Linked DNA regions of Canis lupus: region 1 is linked to region 2. A link is a contact called in public Hi-C data. All regions are on one chromosome and are shown on one strand. The core of a region is the stretch at or near the end of the contact, and the rest is flanking DNA. Distances in the headings are between cores, read along the strand shown. Region 1 overlaps ARID5B (AT-rich interactive domain-containing protein 5B). Region 2 holds the start of ARID5B (AT-rich interactive domain-containing protein 5B).

What was found. A called contact is a pair of places that touch in the nucleus more often than the background predicts.
Region 1: a Hi-C map of skin fibroblasts shows a contact between it and region 2, with 2.9 times the contacts expected there. The contact joins the enhancer-like site here to the promoter of ARID5B in region 2. A contact is called at or near these places in 7 of 9 Hi-C or Micro-C datasets (amygdala, blood, liver and 2 more).

The regions. Positions count from the first base shown.
Region 1 is chr4:14,771,069-14,777,590 of UU_Cfam_GSD_1.0, forward strand. The region is part of intron 4 of ARID5B (AT-rich interactive domain-containing protein 5B); the gene reads left to right. Among named protein-coding and RNA genes, the nearest start is that of ARID5B, 120 kb to the left of the region's middle. Within about 2 kb of position 2,678, at least 3 of the 20 cell types and tissues checked have an H3K27ac peak or open chromatin away from gene starts, as enhancers often do.
Region 2 is chr4:14,656,157-14,662,244 of UU_Cfam_GSD_1.0, forward strand. ARID5B (AT-rich interactive domain-containing protein 5B) reads left to right here and starts at 2,724. Exons shown (of 10, transcript XM_038534033.1): 1 at 2,724-3,173; 2 at 3,601-3,855. The coding sequence starts at 3,153.

The sequences.
Region 1 (6,522 bases), core at 1,428-3,927, 110 kb after region 2:
TGGATTTGTCTGTCTGCCTTTCCTTGTTATACATTTCCCTGTAGCAAGAGTGGGCATTTGCACTTGTGGTCTTGCTACTGTATCCACAATCGGCATCTATTGCCTTGAAATTAGCTGGATGATCGATTGTTTGTGTACTTCTGCAACAGCTGCTAGATAGGACAAGAGAGGTGTCATTGGAAAAACCTGTTAAATACAAATCAGCTTGATCAAGTCACTGTGAGTTGAGAAGTGTAGGTGTAACTCGTGACCAAATTGCGGTGCCTATATTAGCAGAAGTCCTTCAAGTTTCCTGTGTATCATCAAGCAGATCATTCCAAGTAGGCTGACCCGGGGCCACTGGGACTGCAGCAAAGGAAAAGTACATTTGCATTTTTAACTTTGGCAAATTGGAAGGACTTCTAAAAATTTTTGATAACTATAGTCTCTAATGACTCTCATTAAGTGGATGCTCAAGAGGTGTTTGTATGTGGCAAAGACACACCAAAGACCTTGGTCGCGCAAATTCTGACATGTGCCTCAGGAAGGATTACAAAGGAATAACTAAGTGGCTGCTAAAGGTCTGGCTTTCCAAGAAGGTGATGATGACACTCCTTTCCCTCCTTCTCACTCCTTTCAGAGCCTAAATGGCTTTTCCATAAGCGAAGTCAGTCTCATGCTGAGTAATTATACCCAATCCTTGTTGTCAGAAACAGAACCATACAGAACAACTGGCCAGGGCAGGTCTGCCAAATGGGGTGATTTGAAGGCCTTCTCTGTCTCTCTGGGAGCACATGTGGTTGTTTTGATCCCCACTTTCCCACATTACATACTTGCAGTGTGAACAGTTTGTTCATTTACTCCTGTGTCCAGCAAACATGCTTTGATGGTCAACTCCGTGATTGCCTGTTGCCCCGTGTGAGGATACAGAGCTAGTACCATATAAAGAACACAACATAGAGCTGACCTCAGAGGCGCTCTCATGCTAGTGGGGGCACCCCTGAATTAAACAGACACTTAGTATTTAAGTATTGTCTTTAAGTATTTAAATAGCATTTAAGTGCTAAGTGAATCCTTCTTCTCAGATTTAGTAGGAGAGAGGAAGATATTTATTCTTTTTTTAAATTTTGATTATTCCCTTGAATATTTTACTGGAACTAAGGTAATTGAGGGACTGGCAAGTTTTACAAGTGACTAATATATTAATCCCACTCTTCCCTGCTGCCTTGTGGGATTGTCAGTTGAGTCAGGGCTTAAAAATGGAACTTGACGAGATTTGCTCTAAAGATGTTGACTAATACCAATTAAACCCCTAAACATCACAGATTGATTACGCCTTATCCACTTTTTTTAAAGACCGAAAGATGCACCTAGTTAATAACTGGCTCCATGTCCTTAATAAAGAGCAGGCTAATTAAAAAATTATTTGCTAGCTGAAAATGAATAAATTAAGAATCACATATTACAACAGTCACCCTCAACCTGCAGAAGGAGCCGAACAGGGGCTGGTGGGGAATGAAAGGAGTCATTGTGAGTCCTTTATCACCCAGCATGACATGTACAAATGTAGAGCCCTGTCACGGAGACAGGGTGCTGGGGCAGGAAGGCTCTGGGCAGGGCGAGCGGCCAGGTTGGTCTTCCCCTGTGTTCCTGATATGGAATGAAAGAGCAGGGGAAAAAAAACAGGGTGTGTGTGTCCCCTCTTCCTCCCTCCGTCTCTCCTAATCCTGCCTGCCTAGCCATTGGGCCATCCTGCCACAAGTCCTACACTCACCTCCTTGAATCCCTCTGTGTGTCGCTAAAGCCCGCAGCATAGAAAGTCTTCACCACAGTGATGCATTTGTCTGGTGGTGTCTGGTCAGAGGACAGCATCCCCTCGCACCCCTCCCCCTACCCCACCCCCAGTGGTGGTCTATACTGCCAGCAGTCTGGGACTTTCTCGGGTTCTTCAACTTGCTGTCCTCTCCGTTGACTATGTCTCTGTCTTCGTATATGTCTTTTCTGGAAAAGATATTCTCATTGTCATTTCACCCCTCAAACTGGCAAACTTCCCCAGTCCTGCTGGCCTTAGCTTAAACATCACTTACTCAAAGAGGTCTTGCCAGGTGCTCCCAGGACTTGAGCACCCCGCCCTGTTCCCAGCGCTTCTACTCTTGCTTGTGGACAGCACCTACCCATCCCCTTTCCTGGAGCTTCAGCTTTGTGAGAGCAAGGCCAAGGGAAGTCTTGGGAAAACCCTGTGTCCCCAGGAAGTAGCCTCCCGTATCCTAGGTGGCCAGTGAATGTGGAAGGCTTATGCCACTTCTGACTCCCAACAGACCAACTCAGTTCCGCTTGCCTAGAAAGCAAGAAATGGGTTTCACGTTTCTTTGGTGACCCTCACGAGGCTAATTGGTGCTCAAAAAATATTTGGTGAAAACAATTCTTAGCTGTGGTATTCTATTTACCTTAGCTAGGAATGAGAGGAGTTTCCTTTAATAACGTGTGGGACAGGGAGAGACATGAACGAGCTCGGGCTTGCTTCTTTCTTAGTTTGAAGCAGTTACATAAGCACCAAAGCACCAGCGTACAGTCCTGAGTGAGCAAGCGTGTGTTAAGTGCGTGCCAGTTGTCACTGCAAGCACTTAGCAGCTTCTCCCCCTGGACCTCCCGTCTGAGGGAACAGAGTTTACCCCCGCCCCCCCAATAGATCTTTGAGCCGGCTGCTGTGCAGAGGCAGGAGCACGCCAAGAAGCCCAACTCTTATGCCACATGGGTCCAGGTCTCAGTCTCCACTCACCACTACATACTACCCTTGTGCTCCCGCGCAACTCCTTCACCTCTCTAAGCTTCAGTTTCCCCATCTTTAAACTGGTGTTGGTGATATTACCCACCTCCAGGGGATATCATATGAGGATTAAGTGAAGTACTACACCTAAAGCTCTTAGCACAGTGCAGAGCATGGAACACTTGCTAGAGATCGACAGTGTGTACCACAACTCACCTCCAAGTCGAGGGGGATCTGCTAGCCTCTGCTCTCTACTTGTGGGATAGTTTGAGGTGGCAGTAGGGACACAGAGAGGCCTAGGATTGATCTCTCCAGAATCTTCCAGAGCCATGATGTTCTTGTGTCTCTTTTCATCCTCTTCCTACCCCCATAAGCATTCTACGCTTGCACGTGCCATGAAGACTTCTGTCCATTCCAGGTGCTCCATGCCCTCTCTTTATCTCTGTGGATTTCCAAAAGTCAACCTGAAAGTGTAGTATCATATTTGTTATTTAATACAATTTTATCTCTGATAACAACTTCTGTTGAGCCCCTCCTCAGGCTCCAGGCTCACCAGGGAGTCTGCTTATCCCTTATCCTTCCTTCACTACTCCTCCCCCCACTTACTCAAGCATGTGTGAGCATGCCTGCTCTCTCTCAAATAAATAAATAAATATTTTAAAACATTATTTCATAGGGAAGATGTAATCCTTGATTGGAATTAACCAAGATGAGACTATATGGCCAAGAAATGGTAGGAAGAACAATCGAAGGCCCAGAAATGATAATAATAATAGTAGTAGTAGTAGTATTGCTGCCAGTGCTGCTTATATGCCATTTACTATGTGCCAGGCATTATTCTGAGCCCTGAATCATTTTCTCCATTTTGCAGATGATGAAACTAAGTTACCCATGTGAACCATATAGTGGAAAGAGTATGTAATTAGCCTAGTTGGCCCTTAGGACTCTGATGGAAAATTCTTTTTCTTCACTTAATATTCAACAAAAAGGGAGAGATCACATTGCCACAAGTTAGTTCTACCTTTGTTTAGTTTAGACGTTTGACTCAATTTATGGAAGACTATGTCTTTGTAGCTTGATCATGACATTGGAATGTCAAAAAAAAAAGTGCAGGGAAAATACACTATAAAATGAAGTCTGCATTTACTGGTAAGAAGCACAGAGCATTTGGCATCAGCGGAAAGCATAGTCTTTGATGTGGAAAATAGAAGAGTTCTTGCTGTTTCCATTTGGGTCAGAGAAAGAGACGATCGCTATATGATAAGTTTAGTGGGTTCTAAAGCTAGATGTAATAAGTGACGAGACACAAGTTATCCTGCCCCGAGGATATGCAAGTATGAAATACACATGTCAGGAAAAATGTGGTCAGTGAGGAACCACACAACAGGAAAGCAGAGAATATTTAATAAGATAAGTCCCAGTTATCCTGGGAGTGAGATTTGAAGAGGAGGCGATTTACATCTTTGAGTGAGGGGTTGTGGAGGGATGATGGGAGATTCAGAGTCAGTAGGGGAGAAATTTATGGTGAATCATCTTACCCCCTGACATACAGAAGCCAGGACAGCTACCTAAGGAGGAAATGTTTTATTTTAGGTATGGCAGTGTCCTCAGTTTTAAACAGTTTTCCCCCTGTTTTTGAAAGTGTTCACACAATTAATGCCTCTTGCATGTATTCAACAATAGTTGCCTAGCAACCATCAAGAAGCATTTTTGGAGCGCAAAGGGTCTAAAAATGAATGAAGAGTGAATACAGTTTGAGTTGCAGCTGAGATGACTGGATTTCAAAGTAGATCCCCCAGGAATCAGGCCATGCATCTTTCAGAGTAATGAGATCTGGTCTGGCATCCTTGGAGACCCACTGAAATGTCCTATTCATCTTGGACACATGCAAAGGGGGAATATGTTTTTTAAAAAAAATGAAGCTTGATATGCTTTTCTGCCTTTAGGCAGGACTGCTTTCTACACAATCCCAAATCCATGTGGAGATAATGAAGTTTTGGAAAGCCCCTAAGAAGAAGGATGATAGCACCTCCTCTGGTAACCTACTTTAGGATCTTGTAACCTTTGGACTGAGACCACTAGATATAGAACATGGGTTATCAGGGAACTGCCTCTTTTCTGCAGATTACTGATTTATACCATTGGCTGGCTCTCACGATCATACTTTATTTGAAAATCTAAGTGAGCTTCCAGATCAGAGGTCACAAACTCAGGTACTCAGAGGTGTCAGCAGGGAGCTCAGAAGGAGAAGGGCAGGTGAGGCCTGTAAGAAATCAGGAAGCTGTGGGTTACCCAGGCTCTGTCTAAAGGAGCAGTTGCTTTTAGCTCCAGTCTTCTGCTGTATTGCAGGAACATGAGCTCAGTGTTGTCAGAGCTCTCAACTCTTTAAAAGCCAGACACACTGATTTTTATGTGAAAATCTCAGATTTTAGATTAATGACAGTGATAAACAAAAAACAAAAAACAAAACAAAACAAAAAAACCCTGTACAAGCTAAATAACCTATGGCACCAGGCAGATTTGGTCTGTGTATCAGTCTTGTCTAATAAACCCCTAATGCTATAGATGAGAAAATACTCCTGCTGAGGGGTATACTTATTCAATTCCATGAAAATGTGAACTCGTTAAGTCAGGAACTGTGTTATTTTCTCTGTTTTATCCCCAACTGGACTAGCACAGGGTCAGGCATGTGATGGCAATGCAACAAATATTTATGAGTCAACAAATAGTGGATGTGAGAAACAAAACAAAACAAGGCATTTAAAATGTTTCTTAAATGACTCCTTTTTTTCCTCCTAAGTGACCTTCCATGACTTCCATATAGATGGAGTTTCCTCTTCTCTTTTGCCACCTAATGGCCTTGTTAAAGTGAGATTTGATTCGTAGAAATGTTCTTATAAAAACCCAGAGGAAAGCCTTGTACTTTTTCTGGGTTTCAGCCTTCTCATAGATTTGCCTATACTGGGACATCTGTGGACACTAGGTTGCTTTTCTCCTTGGCCTACCATATGCAATTCCATTCAATTGATTGTCTATTTATTGAGCTCCTACCATGTGCATAGTTCTCTGTGTGGTGATTCCAAGGTAGAGGGGATTCCAATGATCCTGGGGGCCTCAGGAATATTCAACAATTCTAGAGAATGAAGATACTTAACATTGTCTGCTTTTTTCTTTTCATTTTAATGTGTTTTTTAAATCCTATTTAGGTAACACTTTACTGTGTGGCAATTTTCTTTCTTTGCTTTTTGTTTGCAGATTTAAAGTGGTCTAAAACTTATAATCAATTATTACCAAGACATGTTCTCCCCTTTAACAACCTACTTATTGCCTCTATGTTGAAAGGCTCTGCCAGAGTAGACGACAGTTAGCCTCCAAGGAGGTATACCAGGTGCTTGTGTCAAATGATCCTCGAGCTTTCATTCTACTTATTCTTTCTTCCTGGGTTCTATGAGGTGATTATCTCTGTGTCGAAGGCTCAGGTAGTTCCAGAGTGTCAATACCTCTCCCACCAGAGAACCACTGGCCTCTTGAAATGTTTAAAGTGTTGTACTATTCCCTCGTGTCCATGCCTGTAATAGCAATAATAATGGCATCTACCATTTATTAGTGTCTTCTGGGTACCAAATAATGTGCCAGGCATGTTGTCTCATTTCATCTCTTTCGTAGTCTTTCTCCACCATTCATAATCTTTCAAGAGAGAGATACAATCCCGTTTTGATACATGGGCAAACCCACCCCCAGAGAGAAATGATGACTTGCCTGGGATCATACCGGTT
Region 2 (6,088 bases), core at 1,474-3,973:
ACAATCTCCTTATCTTAATTGAAACTTTCTTTGTATGGATAGTTGCTACACAGATAATTTACAGGTGCCTATCAAGCATCATATTAAAGAGGTAAAACAGAGGATATTTTTTGGTTTTTGTTGTTTTTGTTTTGATTTTTTTTCTTTTTTGTAAACACACACCACTGTGATCTGTGATTTTAAGCGCCATTTACAGGATTGGACCAGGGGTTTGATTTATTAGATTTTATTATGTTCGTGGGGGTGGTAGTGGTGGTGCTGTAAAAAAGAGGGAAGATACTCCAGTGATACAGTTTTGAAATTTAACATTCATCTGATTACAAGACTGCAGATATTCAAAAATATTCAGACCTAGATCCCTGCAATTGTTAACATCTGAAAAACCTTATCGGGAGTTTACGAGAAGAGAGATTACGCAGCATGCAGCCTAGTTCAGCGCCTACCTTGAAGAGACATAGAAACAGGGTTTCTAATTAGATGAAGTCCCTCACAGACACTTAAAGACTTAGAGCACCAAAACCAGCAGAAGTTGCTTAGATGCTCTAAAGAGCTGTGTATTTTTTAAGAGAGAGATTTAATATACAATCCAGGGATACCCTCAGGCATACTGTTGAGGTTTCCTGCATAAATGCTGCTGCATTGGTCATACAGGAAACTGACTCAGAGTCGATCTCAAATATGATCTTGTCAAAATACTGCAACTCAAGTTTTTAAATATAGGATGTCTTGAACTGGATGTATATATTTACGCTAACAGGATAGAGACTAACTGAAGCCTTAGGCATCTCTCCTGTATTTAAAAAAAAAAAAAAAAACTTAAAATGCCCTTCAGTCAAGTCCATTCATATGTAAAAAAATGAACAAAATGGGTTATTCTAATCAAACGTCTGCAGTATGCATCCTAAAGTTAAAGAGAGAGAGAGAGAAAGCAGGGGAGAGCTGTAATTTCTCTTTGTAACCCATGTTTATAAAATAGAAAGATCAGATGAAATTTCAAGGAAGATAATTAAAGAGTGATGTGCAAGTCATAATTTGGCTAATGCAAAGATGGGAGACTGTGAATTGTTACATTGTCCTCCTTCATTGTGCGGAGTTGTGATATTACTTTAAATTATTAAAATAGTTTTCATCTTTAAGAATACCGGCTCTTTGGCATGAGCTTTTATTACTTATTGTAATTGGAGGATCTGCCATTTTCTTTCGTTTATCTCTGTGTGTATAGAAACGAGATAGATCTTGCCTTTTATTACTTCCCCATGTTCTGAATCAAAAATGTGGTTTAGATAATGTTAAGTGCCCTAATTCTTACTGCAGCGGACGCAGACGTTATGAAAAGGCATAAAAAATACACACAGAGGGTCTTTCCACCTCAAGTCACTGAATATGAGGCATTTGTGCTCTGCCGGGTTTATTAACTTCAGCCATGTGAATATAATTTTCATTAAAGTAATCCTGTTTCAACTAGATGCTGTGACTAGAGGTGAAACGTTGCGAAAGCGTTAAAAATAGCTTACTAGTAATTTCAACATCCTGTAATTTTATCACAGATCAAGTTTCAACTGTCATACTATACAGACCTTATTCCCCATATAGTACATGTTTACTTTTTTAGCATGCCAGACCCACTTTAGAAAGATTGGTGCCAATATAATAAGATCGGGGCGGGGGGGGGGCGGGAGGTGCTGGAAGGAGTGGGAGGAGAACGGGGAAGGGGGTGGGGAGCGTGGGGGAAGCGAGTACACCATTTTACATCAACACTGCGAAAATGCAATCTAGCCTGGCGGAGGACGGGCAGCTGGGTCGGGGCGAGCGAGGGCTTTGCAGTCTCTGCCTGTTCCTTGTTCTGTCGCTCTTAAGTTTCTCTGTGTTTGCATAATAGCCGTGCATGCAAACCTCGCAATGCTCCAGGGCTCCGGAACAATAAATATACACATTTAAAACCTTTATTGTCTTACGGTTCGTGCCCCCGGTTTTCAACAGCTTAATTTCTGGTTGTATTTAACTAGTTTGCAAATGGATTTTTTGCAGTTTCAAACTATTATGAGGAAGCTCCCCTCCCTTTTTTTTTTTTTTTTTTTTGGCGGGGGAGGGGGTGGGGGTGGGGTAGGAGTCGGTATATTATTCCTGTAGCGCTGGGTTATATAAACACATTATCATTTGAGAGCGCCCTTGGCGTCCATCAGCATTGTAAACACGTACTAGTGTATATACTTCAAAATTAAAGAATGCACACGCAGAACCGGGAGCCTGAATTCATATTCCGAGCAGACTCGCTGCTCGCATTTATTGATTTATCATGCATCGTTTATTGTTCCAGTCCCTAAATGCAGTCACTGTCCGTTCAATATTGTTTGCAAAATCCTGAGATGTGTGTGCACTGCTCACTTGTCTTTCTGGGTTTTTTTTTTTTTTTTTTTGCTGAGTATTTTTTTTGCGAAGCGAACAAATGCGTTAATATTTATATGTTTATATAATCGATAACCCACTTTTCCCTTCCATGTAAATAGGCATCAAAAGATAATTTAACAGATTAGTTCTCGAAAACATGGCAGTGAGGAAGCGTAATTTAACTATCAAACAAATCTACATGTCTAATAACAGCAAATCTGCTAAGGAGCATTAGAAAGAGGAGCAGCGCCCCGGAATCTCTGCAGGAAATGTTCTTTATATTAGACATATACAAGCAGGTCCTGTCAGATGCACAGCGGAGCTCGCTAGCTCTCGCCTCCTCCAAAAATCTCATTAGACGACACCCCTAGACAAGGGAGATTGGGAAGAGGGAGATCTCATCTTCACACAGTTTTAGGGTGGATTTTATTTTTACAAGTCTTCCTATCTGGTTTTTGCCTTGATCCATCCGCTTCCCGCCGAGATCGGACGGAACCTTTCTTCCGATTATGAATTTGATCATCCCACATTTGGAAGGAAACCGACACAGTTTTGACAGGAGCTGAAAATTGAGTCGTCAGAGAAATATTAGGACATATTTTCAATCATTTTGGTGCCGAAGGGGAGGCAAGAGCTCAGTTTTATATTGAGACATTACGCCAGCTGAAGGCAGAGAATGTTTTTCCCTGCCAGGACCTGATGCAATCCATTCAAGCCAACAAGTTTGGAGAGAATGTTGAGTTCAATCAATTCAGAACGTCGAGATGGAGCCCAACTCACTCCAGGTATTTCGCTCTCCTCCGCTCCTCCGATCCCGGCACCCCCCGGCACCCCCCAGCCCCCCAGCTCACCCACACCTCTGCACCCACCCACACCCCCCACAAACTTTTCACCAAACTTTTACCCTCTGCATCCCCCCAAATCATTTTTATTGTTTAAAAAAATCCCTGCACTGATCATACATACATAATGTAATTTTACCGCCTCAGATGGAGAAGTAGGGAGAGGTGGCGGTGGGGGTGCCCGGAGTTTTTTTTTTTTTTTTTAAAGGGAGGCAGAAAAATTGTGGGCTCTATTATTTTTCCACCCAGCTTTATATCTGTTGGCTCTTCTGTATTAAGAGTGTGGATGTCTGTGTGTAAATGTGTCTGGGAATAGATGTTTGTGCTCTGATGGCTACGTTATTTATTTGGTGCTTTTTTTCCCCTGCAGTGGGTCGGCTCACCGTGTGGCTTGCACGGACCTTACATTTTCTACAAGGCTTTTCAATTCCACCTTGAAGGCAAACCAAGAATTTTGTCCCTTGGCGACTTTTTCTTTGTAAGATGTACGCCAAAGGATCCGATTTGCATAGCGGAGCTCCAGCTGTTGTGGGAAGAGAGGACCAGCCGGCAACTTTTATCCAGCTCTAAACTTTATTTCCTCCCAGAAGACACTCCCCAGGGCAGAAATAGCGACCACGGCGAGGTGGTAAACTTATATCTCCCTCTCTTCTTTCTTTATTATCCCCCCCCCCCCAACACCAGTAATGCTTATTACAGGGCAAGCTTGAAAATACTGTATTCACTTCTGCAGGCGAGCAGGATCGACTCCTTTTTTAAAGGGGTAGCGCCACTAGCTGGGGCTCGAGTATTTTGCCATTGTCAGAGTTTGGCTGTCAGCTTTACAAAGAGGATCCAACTGCTGATTTTAGTCAAGATCAAATAACTTGTTCGAGAAGGGTTTTGTTCAAGGATGTGTGTGTGTGTGTGTGTGTGTGTGTGTAAGAGAGAGCGCGAGAGAGATCGTTCGCTCTCTTGCTCCTGCCGCTTGAACATCACATGCTTTATATATATATATATATATATATATATATATTTTTTTTTTTTTTTTTTTTTTTTTTTTTTTTTGCCTTTTAAGATTTTTACCTTCGCGTCTGGCTGGGTCGGGGCTGGGTGGATTTCTTTCGGTGGGTTTCGATATGGTTCACTTTTTTTTTTTTTCTTTTTTAAAGTAAGTATTTGATATGTTTAAGAGGGCGGAAATTACGAAATGGAGGCAGAGTGAGATCAAAAGCTATTGAGTTGGCAAAGACGTGTTGAATAAAGTGATAAATGACAGGTACTGGAATAATACATTCAAATAACTTGCAGATCTGCCCGGGCGGATTTCAAAGCGGTCGTGTAACCGGCACAAACACGTTAAGCATTAACAACTATCTCTCGCCCCCACCCCCTCCCCCTCGGACAAGCCATTTGATGTTCTGGGTCTCAGTTACTCCACGCCGAGGGGACGCCTTCCAGCGCGGGGTCCGGGGCGCGGGGCGCGGGGCGCGGGGCGCGGGCGGGGGGGCGTGTGCTCGGGCCCCCGCCCCGCGGGTCGCTCGGGGGAGGGCCCGGGCCGCGCCGGCACGTTCCTGGGCGGCCGCGGGGGCGCCAGCCGCGCTCCCGGGAGGACGCCCGAGGTGAGCCGCTGTCACCGGGCGCCGGCGGCCGCCTCCCTCCGGCCCTGTCATCTGGCGTGTGGCCGCAGCTCTGCGGGCTCCCGGGTCAGCCGGCCGAGCCCCGCGCCGCGGCGCCCACCGGGGGCTGTTGGGGGGAGGCTGTGCCCTCGGTGCGGCGGGGAGGGCGGGCGCGCGGCCGCCTGGCAAGGCTTTGTGTTGCCCGGGCGCGAGCAGGGGGATCAAACGGAGACTTCCGAGCGCAGCTAGCTTCGTGCCAGGCCCTCGAGCTTTCGAGGGAGCCGTACGGATCTTTTTGTTAAATGAATGGTTCCCCGCTTAACTCATCCCGGAGCGTGGAGCTGCCTGCCAGTCCTTCCAGAATTGCTTGGTCTGATGGAGTTGATTGTACTTTTGGCATCGCCCTTTCACTCCCTCTCCCCGGATCGAATTACCCATCAGTGGTCTATGCCGGTTAATTACTGGAGTTCGTCAAAACCTTCGCCCTCGGATCTGCCTCCTCGGAAATAAGCCCCGCCCTCCTCCCCGAACGTCCCCCCCCTCCGCGCCCCTCCGCGCCCCCCCGCCCCGCGCGCCCTCCCCCCGCGCCCCCCCGCCCCGCGCGCCCTCCCCCGCCAGCTCTAGGTTTTAAACGTTCCTACTTTCCGACGTCTGCCTGCAATTTTGCAAAGGTGTTGTTTGGAAATACTGTGAAAAATCCTGCAACCTACCAACAGGTTGAGCTCTTTCCCCCTCCTGAGGTCTAGCTCGGGCCCCCTCCCCCGACCCAACTTTCCTGCGCAGCTGTCTTCTTCCCCTCCCCCTCCTGATTTCTTATTATTTGCTTTTCAAATTTATTACTTCAACATGGCCTGTGATCTGGAAAAGGGAAGGATTAAATATCCAGAAAAGAGCTGGTGCCTAATAGACTTCTGACTAAACCCAGAAGGAAATTATTCAGTGTTTTATGAGATATTTTTGTGGTCACTCGCCCTTTCTCTCTCTCTCTCTCTCTCCCCCCCTCTCTTTTTAATTGAAATTGAAATATTTTTAAAGACCCCGAATTTGACCCCACTTGGTCCAGTTTTAATTTCTGTTGGCGTAATTAAATACTGAATTCTGATTTAAGAATAAAAGCAGTATTAGCCTAAGGTTGCATCTGTTAGAACTGCTGATAATGAATAGTACACAGTATTTTTAAATACACGAATTAAAAAAAATTGTTCATTAAGGGGAAATGAAAGCGAGCCGTTGTAATGATCTGTACATTTCGTCACTGCT